Linked DNA regions of Mus musculus: regions 2 and 3 are each linked to region 1. A link is a contact called in public HiChIP or PLAC-seq and Micro-C data. All regions are on one chromosome and are shown on one strand. The core of a region is the stretch at or near the end of the contact, and the rest is flanking DNA. Distances in the headings are between cores, read along the strand shown. Region 1 has its middle 27 kb from the start of Numbl. Region 2 holds the start of Ttc9b (tetratricopeptide repeat domain 9B). Region 3 overlaps 2310022A10Rik (RIKEN cDNA 2310022A10 gene).

What was found. Hi-C and Micro-C count contacts between places; a contact is called where the count stands out from the background. HiChIP or PLAC-seq counts read pairs in DNA pulled down with a chosen protein or histone mark.
Region 2: a Micro-C map of embryonic stem cells shows a contact between it and region 1, with 2.1 times the contacts expected there. The contact joins the promoter of Ttc9b here to the enhancer-like site in region 1. A contact is called at or near these places in 3 of 39 promoter capture datasets (embryonic stem cells, pre-B cells and stem cell-derived epiblast-like cells), 3 of 484 Hi-C or Micro-C datasets (all in embryonic stem cells) and 2 of 115 datasets of contacts at active chromatin or transcription factors (both in embryonic stem cells).
Region 3: a contact with region 1 is called in an H3K27ac HiChIP or PLAC-seq map of embryonic stem cells, with 5 read pairs. The contact joins two enhancer-like sites. A contact is called at or near these places in 1 of 484 Hi-C or Micro-C datasets (embryonic stem cells), 2 of 115 datasets of contacts at active chromatin or transcription factors (embryonic stem cells and large pre-B cells) and 1 of 9 other capture datasets (adipose tissue).

The regions. Positions count from the first base shown.
Region 1 is chr7:27,283,902-27,287,170 of GRCm38.p6, reverse strand. No RefSeq gene overlaps it. Among named protein-coding and RNA genes, the nearest start is that of Numbl, 27 kb to the right of the region's middle. Within about 2 kb of position 1,525, at least 50 of the 459 cell types and tissues checked have an H3K27ac peak or open chromatin away from gene starts, as enhancers often do. A contact at or near this core is called in embryonic stem cells and stem cell-derived epiblast-like cells, where this site is marked.
Region 2 is chr7:27,652,361-27,655,629 of GRCm38.p6, reverse strand. It overlaps Ttc9b (tetratricopeptide repeat domain 9B), which reads right to left and starts at 1,706. Exons shown (of 3, transcript NM_028417.1): 1 at 1,283-1,706; 2 at 536-718. The coding sequence starts at 1,703. Gm38973 (a long non-coding RNA gene) reads left to right here and starts at 1,398. Exons shown (of 3, transcript XR_881908.3): 1 at 1,398-2,380.
Region 3 is chr7:27,572,842-27,576,110 of GRCm38.p6, reverse strand. It overlaps 2310022A10Rik (RIKEN cDNA 2310022A10 gene), which reads right to left. Exons shown (of 10, transcript NM_175107.5): 8 at 1,371-1,520. Among named protein-coding and RNA genes, the nearest start is that of Akt2, 17 kb to the left of the region's middle. Within about 2 kb of position 1,725, at least 88 of the 459 cell types and tissues checked have an H3K27ac peak or open chromatin away from gene starts, as enhancers often do. A contact at or near this core is called in embryonic stem cells, where this site is marked.

The DNA.
Region 1 (3,269 bases), core at 276-2,775:
GATACATCAGCAGTCCAGTTTAGTAGAGTCGGGTTAGCAACAGTGGTGATGTGACCTAGCAGAGACAGCCAGGCCCCAGCCTCAGCTTGAGTCAGCAGGAAGGACCAGGAGGAATGCCTGGAGAAGTTCTAGGCTGTGCCTCTCTCAGGGAAGCGAAGATCAGAGAAGATGTGAGACCCACAAACGTTACACAGCTAGCTGTACCAGCGAGCCAAGCTCTGTCCCCATCACTGTCTGCCTAGTCCTATTTATGCCCTCCAAACATCATGTGTTCTACATGTGTCATGCCTCAGCATGCGCATCTGTCTCAGCTGACATCACTCTGCCAATCAGCCCAAGTCCTGGGAAGCAGCAAGAAACTGCAGCACACCACCAGAAGTTTTTTGATGTGTTTCTCTCTATGGCATCCCAACAAATGCAGCTCGACTCTGCAACGTAAGGTGAACCAATGCATGTGTGTTGTTAGCAAAGACTCGCTCATCACGTGTCCTTTTACGTGCTTGCTTTAGCAGAACATCCTCTTTCCTGTGTCTGTGTCAGTGAAACGTCCCTTCACGAGTTCACCTTAGCCTTTCACACCTGTGTCCACTTTAACAAAATGTTCCTTCACCCACGGGCCCCAGCAAAACACCAGCCAACACAGCTGCCTTTCCAAAGAACCCTTAAGTTTCCACGTCCGAGGACAGTCCTCGGGAGTTTATCTGGGACTCAGGGTGTTGGACTTGTGCAGCAAGCATCTTTTACTAGCTAGCCATGTCCCCAATGGGACTTCTGAGTTCCCTCAGGGTAGGTTCTGTGTCACTGCAAAAACCTTAGCATGCAAAAGAAATATTTTCCCAACTTGGGGTGGTGCGGAGAGTTGTGCATAGAGGAGGGATGGAGACTTAACAGGCATCAGTGATTGCCTGGGGTGGGATAGGAATAAGGAGTGACTACGCATGGGTGAACAGGTCATTTTGGAATGACCTTAATGTTCTAAAGTAGAATTCACAATGATGGACGCTCAACTGTAAAATCGCCATCGATTATGAGATCATTTAAAATGTGAACTTTATAAATAGATTACATCTTGCTTTAGATTTATTTAATATACGTGAGTACACTGTTGCTATCTTCAGGCACAACAGAAGAGGCAACGGATCCCATTACAGATAGTTGTGAGCCAACATGTGGTTGCAGGGAACTGAACTAAGCTAGATGTTATGTCTGTGCACTAGGTATGTGCAGTGCCTGCAGAGACCAGAAGAGGGCAATGAATGGCCTAGAACTGGATGGAGTTACAGCCGCCACGTGGGTGGTAGGTTTTGAATGGATCTCTCAAAGAGCAACCAGTGCTCTTAACCGCTAGCTATCTCTCCACCCCACCCCCCAAGTAGATTATATCTTAATAAAGCCGCTGGACAAAATAAAATCTGTGAGGCGGTAGTGATACTCCGCAGAGTCAAGGGTCGGGGGTGGGGGAGTTAGAGTGGGATGGGGCTAAGGAAACAGTCAGGGAGGGTGAGATAGGATCCCAGTCAGAGTGTGGGGGAAGCAGGCAGAGAGCTGGGAGCAGGGTGGGGTGCTGTAAAACCATAGGCAGTTGGATTGCGGGGAGCTGGCAGAAAGTCTGGAGTGGAATGGACACACAGACAGGATGGGGTGAAAGCAGAGGGTAGGGTGGGATGAGTGGATAACAAAGATCATAAGATGGAATGGTAGATGCAGGCAAGAAGTGGGGGTGGGGCGCAGGCAGAGAAGAGTCCCGTCCTGATTTGGCAGGCTCGCGCTGACAACGCTGTTTTATAGGCGTCCAGCAGAATAGCCAGATCCGAACTAGGGGAGTCAAAGAGGGCTTCCCAGAGGAGCAAGCTGCCGAGCCAAGGCCTGAGGGATAACGTTCCTCCTGGCTCTGACGACAGTTGTTTTTTCCAAAAATGATGTTCTGCCTCCCAGTCCTTTTGAGTGTAAGTCCTTTGCTAAGCCAGCCCTCAGGCCACTCCATCGCGGCGCAGCCAAGGTCACCAGGGGGCGCTTTCCAGCCGCACTCCACCCTCTGTCCTACTATGCGCTATCCTATCGCGAGCGCAGGATTCATAGCTCTCACAGCTAGGGTTGACTGCGTTGGCCGCGGCCGCCGGTAGGAACCAGTCCTCTGCAGCATCCGGAGGAATCTAGATTCTCCCAGCTTAGATGAGAATAAAGGACTGAACAAGGATCCTGGGCGCTGCTCCTGGGAAAGAGGCACAAAGGCCGGGCTCCACAGTGGCTGGGAAGCTTTCCTAAGCACTAGGTAGGAGGTGCCAAAGCAGCCAGTAAGGATGTCCCTCCAAATGATGTAATCGGAGGGTTTATCCGGGTTTCCTAGTTTTATTCTGATAAGGCTGGCCTTTAACTCAATGATCCTCCTGCTTCAGCCTCTAGAGTGCTGGGATTATAATCATATGCCACACCGGGCTTTTTCCTGGGTCCATTCCGAGGGAACCTAAGCCTGGGGACAGGAGGTGGGGTGAGGGGACCAGACTATGAGTTCTGTGCAGGAAGAGCAAGAACCTCCATGCAGGCCATGGGAGAGAAACTGGTCCAGTCGGGTGGTGGTGGGGGGGGGGGGGGGCTGGGGGCGGTAGGGAGGTCTTGATGAGATGCCCATCTTTGGCGCTACCTCTGGCGTTCTCCACCTGTTTGCATGTGCATGGCTGATGAGGGGCAGCGCTGAAAGACCTCCTTGGTAACAGGAAAGGCTGTGCAAAAATCAGCCTGGGGTTCCCACTGACTGAACAAAGGCTTGAGGGTGCCCAGATGAGGCTCATCTCTAGCAGAGCCCTCTAGCCATGCCTGGGGTCTGCATCCCAGCACAGGTGTTGGTTAAAAGTCCCTGGTGCTGGGGTAAGTTCTTGACGCTAGATCCCAGCCTGTTTCTACCCCAGCTTCAAGGCTGGCCAGAGGCTGGGTTTGAGTCCCAGCTTCTTCCTTCTTCCCAAATCAGGTGTGTGACCCCCATTAACAAATAGGAACAGGAGCTGGAGAGATGGCTCATCAGTTAAGAGCACTGGCTGTTCTTCCAGAGGTCCTGAGTTCAATTCTCAGCAACCACATGGTGGCTCACAACCATTTGTTATGGGATCTGATGCCCTCTTCTGGTGTGTCTGAAGACAGTTGACAGTGTACTCACATACATAAAATAAATCTTAAGTTAAAAAACCAAAACAAAACCGTTGTTGGTGGGATTGCAAGCTTGTACAACCACTCTGGAAATCAGTCTGGCGGTTCCTCAAAAATTGGACATAGTA
Region 2 (3,269 bases), core at 457-2,956, 370 kb before region 1:
TACATCTAGCTCCTGCTGTGTCCCCTCCCCATGGGGTTGTGTCATGTCTACACACACATGGACACATGAGTACCCTGACTGCTCTTCCCGAGGGCAGAGAACAAGCATTACAAGCAGATGAGTGGAGGGCCATAGGTGACAGAGGAGCTGAGTGTGACCAGGAGGGAGTGAAGGAATATGGGTGTGGGGGGAGAAATATTCAAGGCCATCGTCGGTGAGTGGATAGGGACACGGATGGGCTAAAGCATTGGGGATGTAGCCTAGTTGGTAGAGTGCTTGCCTTGCATGCATGAGGCCCTAGGTTCAATTCCCAATGAAGAGAGTTGGTTGGGGAAATGCCAGAGGAACAAGGTGAGTATACCTTTGGGGACGGTGGATGGGTGCTGGATGAGTGTATGAGGAATCTTAGGTAGCTAGAGAGAGCTTGTCTGGAGCTGGTAACAGCACTTCCCTGGGGTGGCTTGGCTCTGCCCTGGTCCTCCCGCCTAGGTTTCCTCTGTTCTAACCCCCTGCCCAGCCCAGCCCTGCCACTCACCTGTGGGCTCTCGGCTGCGGGCCTCCTGTAGGTAGCGCAGCGCACGTGCATAATCACCCAAGTGGTAGAAGGCAATGCCGGCACGATAGGTGGCCTTGAAGTTGCCCTGCTGTTTCTCCAGCACCTTGAGACAGTACTCACGCACCCGCTCATAGTTCACCAGCTCCGACTGCAGGAGGCAAGCTGTGGGATGCAGAGACCCTGTAGTCTCAGACACAGCCTGCATCCCCTAGGATTCACATGACCTCAAATAACCTGACCTCTTCCCCTGGGCATATGGGATTGCTCTGGCCACCAGGAGACACTAATCAGCTAACCTGTTAGTATAAGAGCTATCTGCGCCGCCGCTAGAGGGCGCAGGACAGACAAGTCTGAAGCAATTAGCTGGAGGTTTTCCCAAGTAATTATAGAGGGAGGGTCCAAGAACGAAATAGCCGGTGCAGGGTAAGCCTTTCTAACCTTGGCTCATGCGTGGCAGACCGGGGGAAAGAATGAGTCAGGGAAGTGGGGCTTAGAAGACCAAGTCCAGAGCCCGTTTCATTATTCAAGCCCCTGCTTACTCCATCCAAGAAGCCCTATTCATCTACTCCCAACTCTCTTCCTCAGCAAGTTTTGTAGTCTTCCCCGCCAGACCACAGCCCTGACTCCTTCAGCTTCCAGCCACCACAGGCTCTATAGCCTCCTGATTACCCCCTCACTACCCACCCGTTTCACCCGAGTCCTCTGCGCCCCCCGACGGCCCCGTACCAGTGAGGGAGTCGTAACATTCAACCTCTGTGTTCTCCACCAGGCGCCGCTGCTCCTCGCTGAGGCGGGCGGGCCCCGGGCTGGTGGTGGGTCCCGGGGAGGGGGTGGGCAGACCGCCAGGGCGGGCCCCTTGAGCCGCCTTCAGCTGCAGCAGTGCCCGGTGGTACTTGCCAATGGCTTCTCGGAACTTCTTCTCTCGGTAGCAACGCTGACCCTCCGCCTTGAACGCCACGGCAGCCCGCAGGCTGCTGTCGAGCGCCGCAGCCAGGCCCCCAGACGGCTCTGGGGCAGGACCCGACCGAGCAGAGCCATGGCGAGGCGCTGAGCCGGGGCCCGGCGGGGAAAGGGCGGGAGGCGGGCGCGGTGGAGGCTCCGGGGCAGCGCTGAGCATCAGCACCGGGGACAGCGCGCCGCGCTGCATTGTGGGAAACTCCTGCGGCCGCCGCTGCAGCTACCGCATCGCCCCCCGCGGGGCCGGTCCCCACCCTTTCTCCGCCCCCACATCTCTGGCTGCCGTCTCCGGCTGCCCCCTATGGGTCTAGAAAAACCCCTCCAAACTCCCCCTCGCTCACCCTCAAACCAGCCTGGGTCTAGTTGTTCTGGCGCCTCTCCCTTGTCCCCACAGTCCTTACCCTCCCACCCGACTGCATGTTCTCCCGGAGATTTCTAGAAGAAAAAGGCTGAGCGGGCAGACATCAGTTTTGTGGAAAGCTGGTTTTCAGCCCACTAGTCATTTGGCATGTTGGATAAGAATACAGGATTGGGAGTCAAGCTGCCCGGCTTCAGACACTGGTTTCTCATTACTCTATGATTTGGACAATCCCCTCAAATTACCTATTGTACTATAGTGCGGGACAATAGTACATACGTTGGAATCGATTCTTTATGTAATAAACAAATAGCCATTGCTCAATTTCTGTTCAGGGGGAGGGGGTTGATGGGCCAATGTAAAAACAAACAACAACAACAGAAGTCAAGTGGGGTAGCACCTGCCTGTAGTCACACTCGGACATCTGAGGCAGGAGAGTGGAAAGAAGTTTGAAGCTAATCTGGTGCTAACGAGGAAATTCCAGATCAGCCATGAACTACAAAGAAAAGGTAGGTGTGGGAGATTAAGGAGAAGGGAGGGAAAAGGAGAGAGAAAGAATTATTTAGATAGAGCCACATCTCCTAGGTTCACAGCCTAGTGGAGAGACAGACCTGTAACAGCCCAAAGTGGCTGATCCTGGGAAGCGCAGGAGGAGAGCCATGGCTAGCATGGAGAAGTCAGAGGAGGCATTTGCTCTAGGTTGAAGTGTGACTGGGGACTTCCTGGAGGAAAGGCAACTCTGCAACCTAGCCATTCTGTCCCTTGCCTTCCATTTCCAGAAAAGCCAGTGGGGAGGTGACAAGGGTCCCCACTGACAGCCCAGGACCACCAGTACAATAAGGACAACCAAGAAAATGCGGCTGCGGCTGCGCTGTGGTGGCACTCCCCTGCAATCCCTGCACTTAGGAGGCAGAAGCAGCAGAACTCTATGGTTTCCGGGCCAGCCAGAGCTACACCTGACTCAAAAAAGAGGGGGAAAAGGAAAGAAATTCGTTCATTATGGGCCAGCAACATAGCAGTAGCCACCACGTGAGTTCCATCTGTGGAACCAGCCTCTCAAAGTGGTTATCTGACCCCTTCCTACATATACCTGCACACACACACACAAACTCACGCACATACACACACACGCGCGCGCACACGCGCACACACACATACACACACGCACGCACACACACATGCACACACACGCGCACACACACATGCACACTCACATGCACACTCACATGCACACACATGCACACGCACGCACACATGCACACACACATGCACACACACACACACACACACAAGCATGCACATGCACACAAACAAAGAGTGTAAATTTTAAATCCTCTTAGAATTTCTTTTCAAGATACTCATATGCAGGCAAAAAAGAAACAAACAAAACCACAACAA
Region 3 (3,269 bases), core at 476-2,975, 290 kb before region 1:
GGCTCAGCAGGTAAGAGTACTTAATGCTCTGGTACAGGACCCACGTTCGATGATTCCCAGCATACACGTTTGCTTACAACTTTACACAACTCCAGTTCCAGGTTCCCAACATCCTCCCCTAGCTTTCGAGACTGCTGCACGTTACACACATGAACTCACATATGTATACCTATAAAAAGTCACTTTTGGGGGGAGGGCATGGGGGACTTTTGGGTTAGCATTGGAAATGTAATTGAGGAAGATACGTAATAAAAAAAAAAAAAGAAAAAAAAGTAACTTTTAAAGGATGTATTAAAAAATAAAAGACTAAAAATGAAAGAAAAAGACATGACTGGAGGAAATCTTATAGTGATACCTAAAAGATAATGCTCATTGTGCCAAAAAAAAAAAAAAGGGACTGAGGCTATAGGTGGGTGGTCAACTATAGGTGGGTGGTCGAGTACCACCCTAGTATGCTCAAGGTCATACTGCCAGCACCTCAAAACAACTGGCCAGGCGATGGTGCCTTTAATCCTAATACTCAGGTGACAAAGGCAGCAGGATCTCGTAGTCCGAGGCCAGCCTGGTCTACAGAGTGAGCTCCAGGGCAGCCAGGGCTACACAGAGAAACCCTGTCTCGAAAAAAAACTAACAGATTACTCATAAATAAATATTGAAAGGAGGAAAAAGGAGCCTCTATGTGATGGTGTACATCTGTTTGCCTCGGGGAGTGGCACTATCAGGAGGTGTGCCCTGTTGGAGTAGGTGTGTCACTGTGGGTATGGGCTTTAAGGCCCTCATCCTAGCTGCCTGGTAGCCAGTCTCTCCTCGCAGCCTTCAGGAGGAGCAAACTCTCAGCTCCTCCTGCACCATGCCTGCCTGCATGCTGCCATGTTTCCACCTCGATGACAACGGACTGAACCTCTGAACCTGTAAGCCAGCTCCAATTAAATGTTGTCCTTGTAAGAGTTGCCTGAGTCATGATGTCTGTTCACAGCAGTAAAACCCTAAGATTCTCTAAGGACATATTCCCAGTGACCCACCAGGGTCCACAGACAACAGCATGGGTATGGCGCCCAGGAAAGGATGTGCACTATCGGGAAGTTGTAGCAGAACCAGCAGAATGTTCTGAAATATTACCACCATAAAACCGCTACCTCCACAGGCCTCATCGAGCTTGAGCTTGGCTTTGGCTCGCAGTGCCGGTATGCACTGTGGTCCTGCCCTTGGCCAGGTACGGTCACTTACTTTTAAGGGCAGCCATGACTGCCCTTTTGCCCCTGCCCTCCAAGGACAAAGAAGGACATGAGCCCAGCGTATAACCCATGAGCCCAGCGTATGATGGCAGAGCAGAGGTGAGCGCTCTCCCCCTGAGCCCACACAGCCTGTACCTTTTGCTGCCTGCTGCTGCTCCAGGATCTTCCGGGTGCGGGGCGTGGTCCCCTTGGGCATGTGGATGATGTACTTTCCCTCCATCTCAGCCGTGACCCGCCGCCGCTTGGTGGGAACAACCAGGCTTTCCTCCTCCCTGTGGGCCAGAGCTGGTAAGGAGACAGGGGGTCAGCTCCCTTAGGGATGGATATTCTGAGCTGGGGATGAGAGACACCTAGCTATGGTCAGGACAGTTTACCTCTGTTTCCGTCCTCAATTCTGAGAGAAAGTCTCACTATGTAGCCCAGGCTGGTCTCAACTCACAAACTTCCTGCTTCAGCCCCTCAAGGGCTGCTTATGCGCATGCACCACTGCCCAGCTGCAGCCCAGTTTCTCATTGCTCACTGGTGTGACTGGCTTTCATGTGCACAGCTGCCCCATCACCAGACTGAGTCACTGAGGACATTAGTCATCTGATGTGACTAAACCACAAGATGTGCTCGGGATTTGACAATAGTGATGACTTCCCAGGCTCTCTGAGGTATGCCACACCCTGCTTGAATGGCTAAAATGTGGAACCCATGGGGTGGGTGGATTCGAGTCCCATAGGCTGCCTTTGGAGCTGTGGATGCCTGCCCTTTTTGACTTTTTGTTTTGGGCACTCAGCTTTTAACCAGTAATCAAGGGCCATACTGGTTTGGCATGGCGCAGAATTAAATTATACTCTAAAATATTTGTCTTGGGGCTGGGGAGATGGCTCAGTGGTTACAGAGAACTTGCAGAGGATCTGGGTTCAATTCCCAGCACCCACATGGTAGCTCACAACCACCTGTAAGTCCTATCCCAAGGGATCAGATACCCTCTGTGGTCTCTGCTGGCACAAAGCATTCCCGTGATGCAGACATTAATGCAGATAAAATATTCACACTTTACACATAAAACATGTAAAAAAATTTTTAAAAAATGGCATGGCAGCAAAAGCTTTTACTCACAGAGCCATGGAGCCAACCCTAAATTATACTTCTTTTTTGTGTTCAAGACAGGGTCTCACTGTGTAGCCTGAGCTGGTTTGGACCTTGTAATTCTCCTGGCTCAGCGCCCCCACCCCCATTATTAGAATTAACATCATAATCTACCACACCTACTTTATATTTCAACTAAAGACTCCCCTTCAGAGTGTCAGAAGGTAGGCGCACCAGTCTCTCATCTCAGGGCACTGTCATCTCAGCTCTCTAGAAACTGGTTTAACTTTCTGTTTCTCTTTTTTGGTTTGCTGTACCCCTAGCTAGCCTGAAACTCTCTATATAAACTAAGCCAACCTTGAAGTCTGAATAATCCCCCTGCCTCTGCTTTCTGAATGTTGGACTTATAGTGTGTGCCACCCTGCCTACCTTTTTACATTTAATTTTTTTTCTTTTTTTTTTTTTGTTTTTGTTTTTTTGTTTTTTCAAGACAGGGTTTCTCTGTGTAGCCCTGGCTGTCCTGGAACTCATGTAGACCAGGCTGGCCTCAAACTTAGAAATTCACCTGCCGGGGGCAGTGAGATGGCTCAGCGGTTAAGAGCACCGACTGCTCTTCCAAAGGTCCTGAGTTCAAATCCCAGCAACCACATGGTGGCTCACAACCATCCATAACAAAAATCTGATGCCCTCTTCTGGAGTGTCTGAAGACAGCTACAGTGTACACACATTAAACAAACAAACAAACAAACAAACAAATAAATAAATAAATAAAATTAAAAAAAAAAAAAAAGAAAGAAAAAAAGAAATTCGCCTGCCTCTGCCTCTACCTCCCAAATGCTGGGATTAAAGGCGTGCGCCACCACTGCCTGGCTTTACATTTAAATATTTTTATGTTTATAAATTTTTGTGTTGGGGATTGAACCCAGGGCTTAGTGCATGCTAGGCAAGTACTCTAAC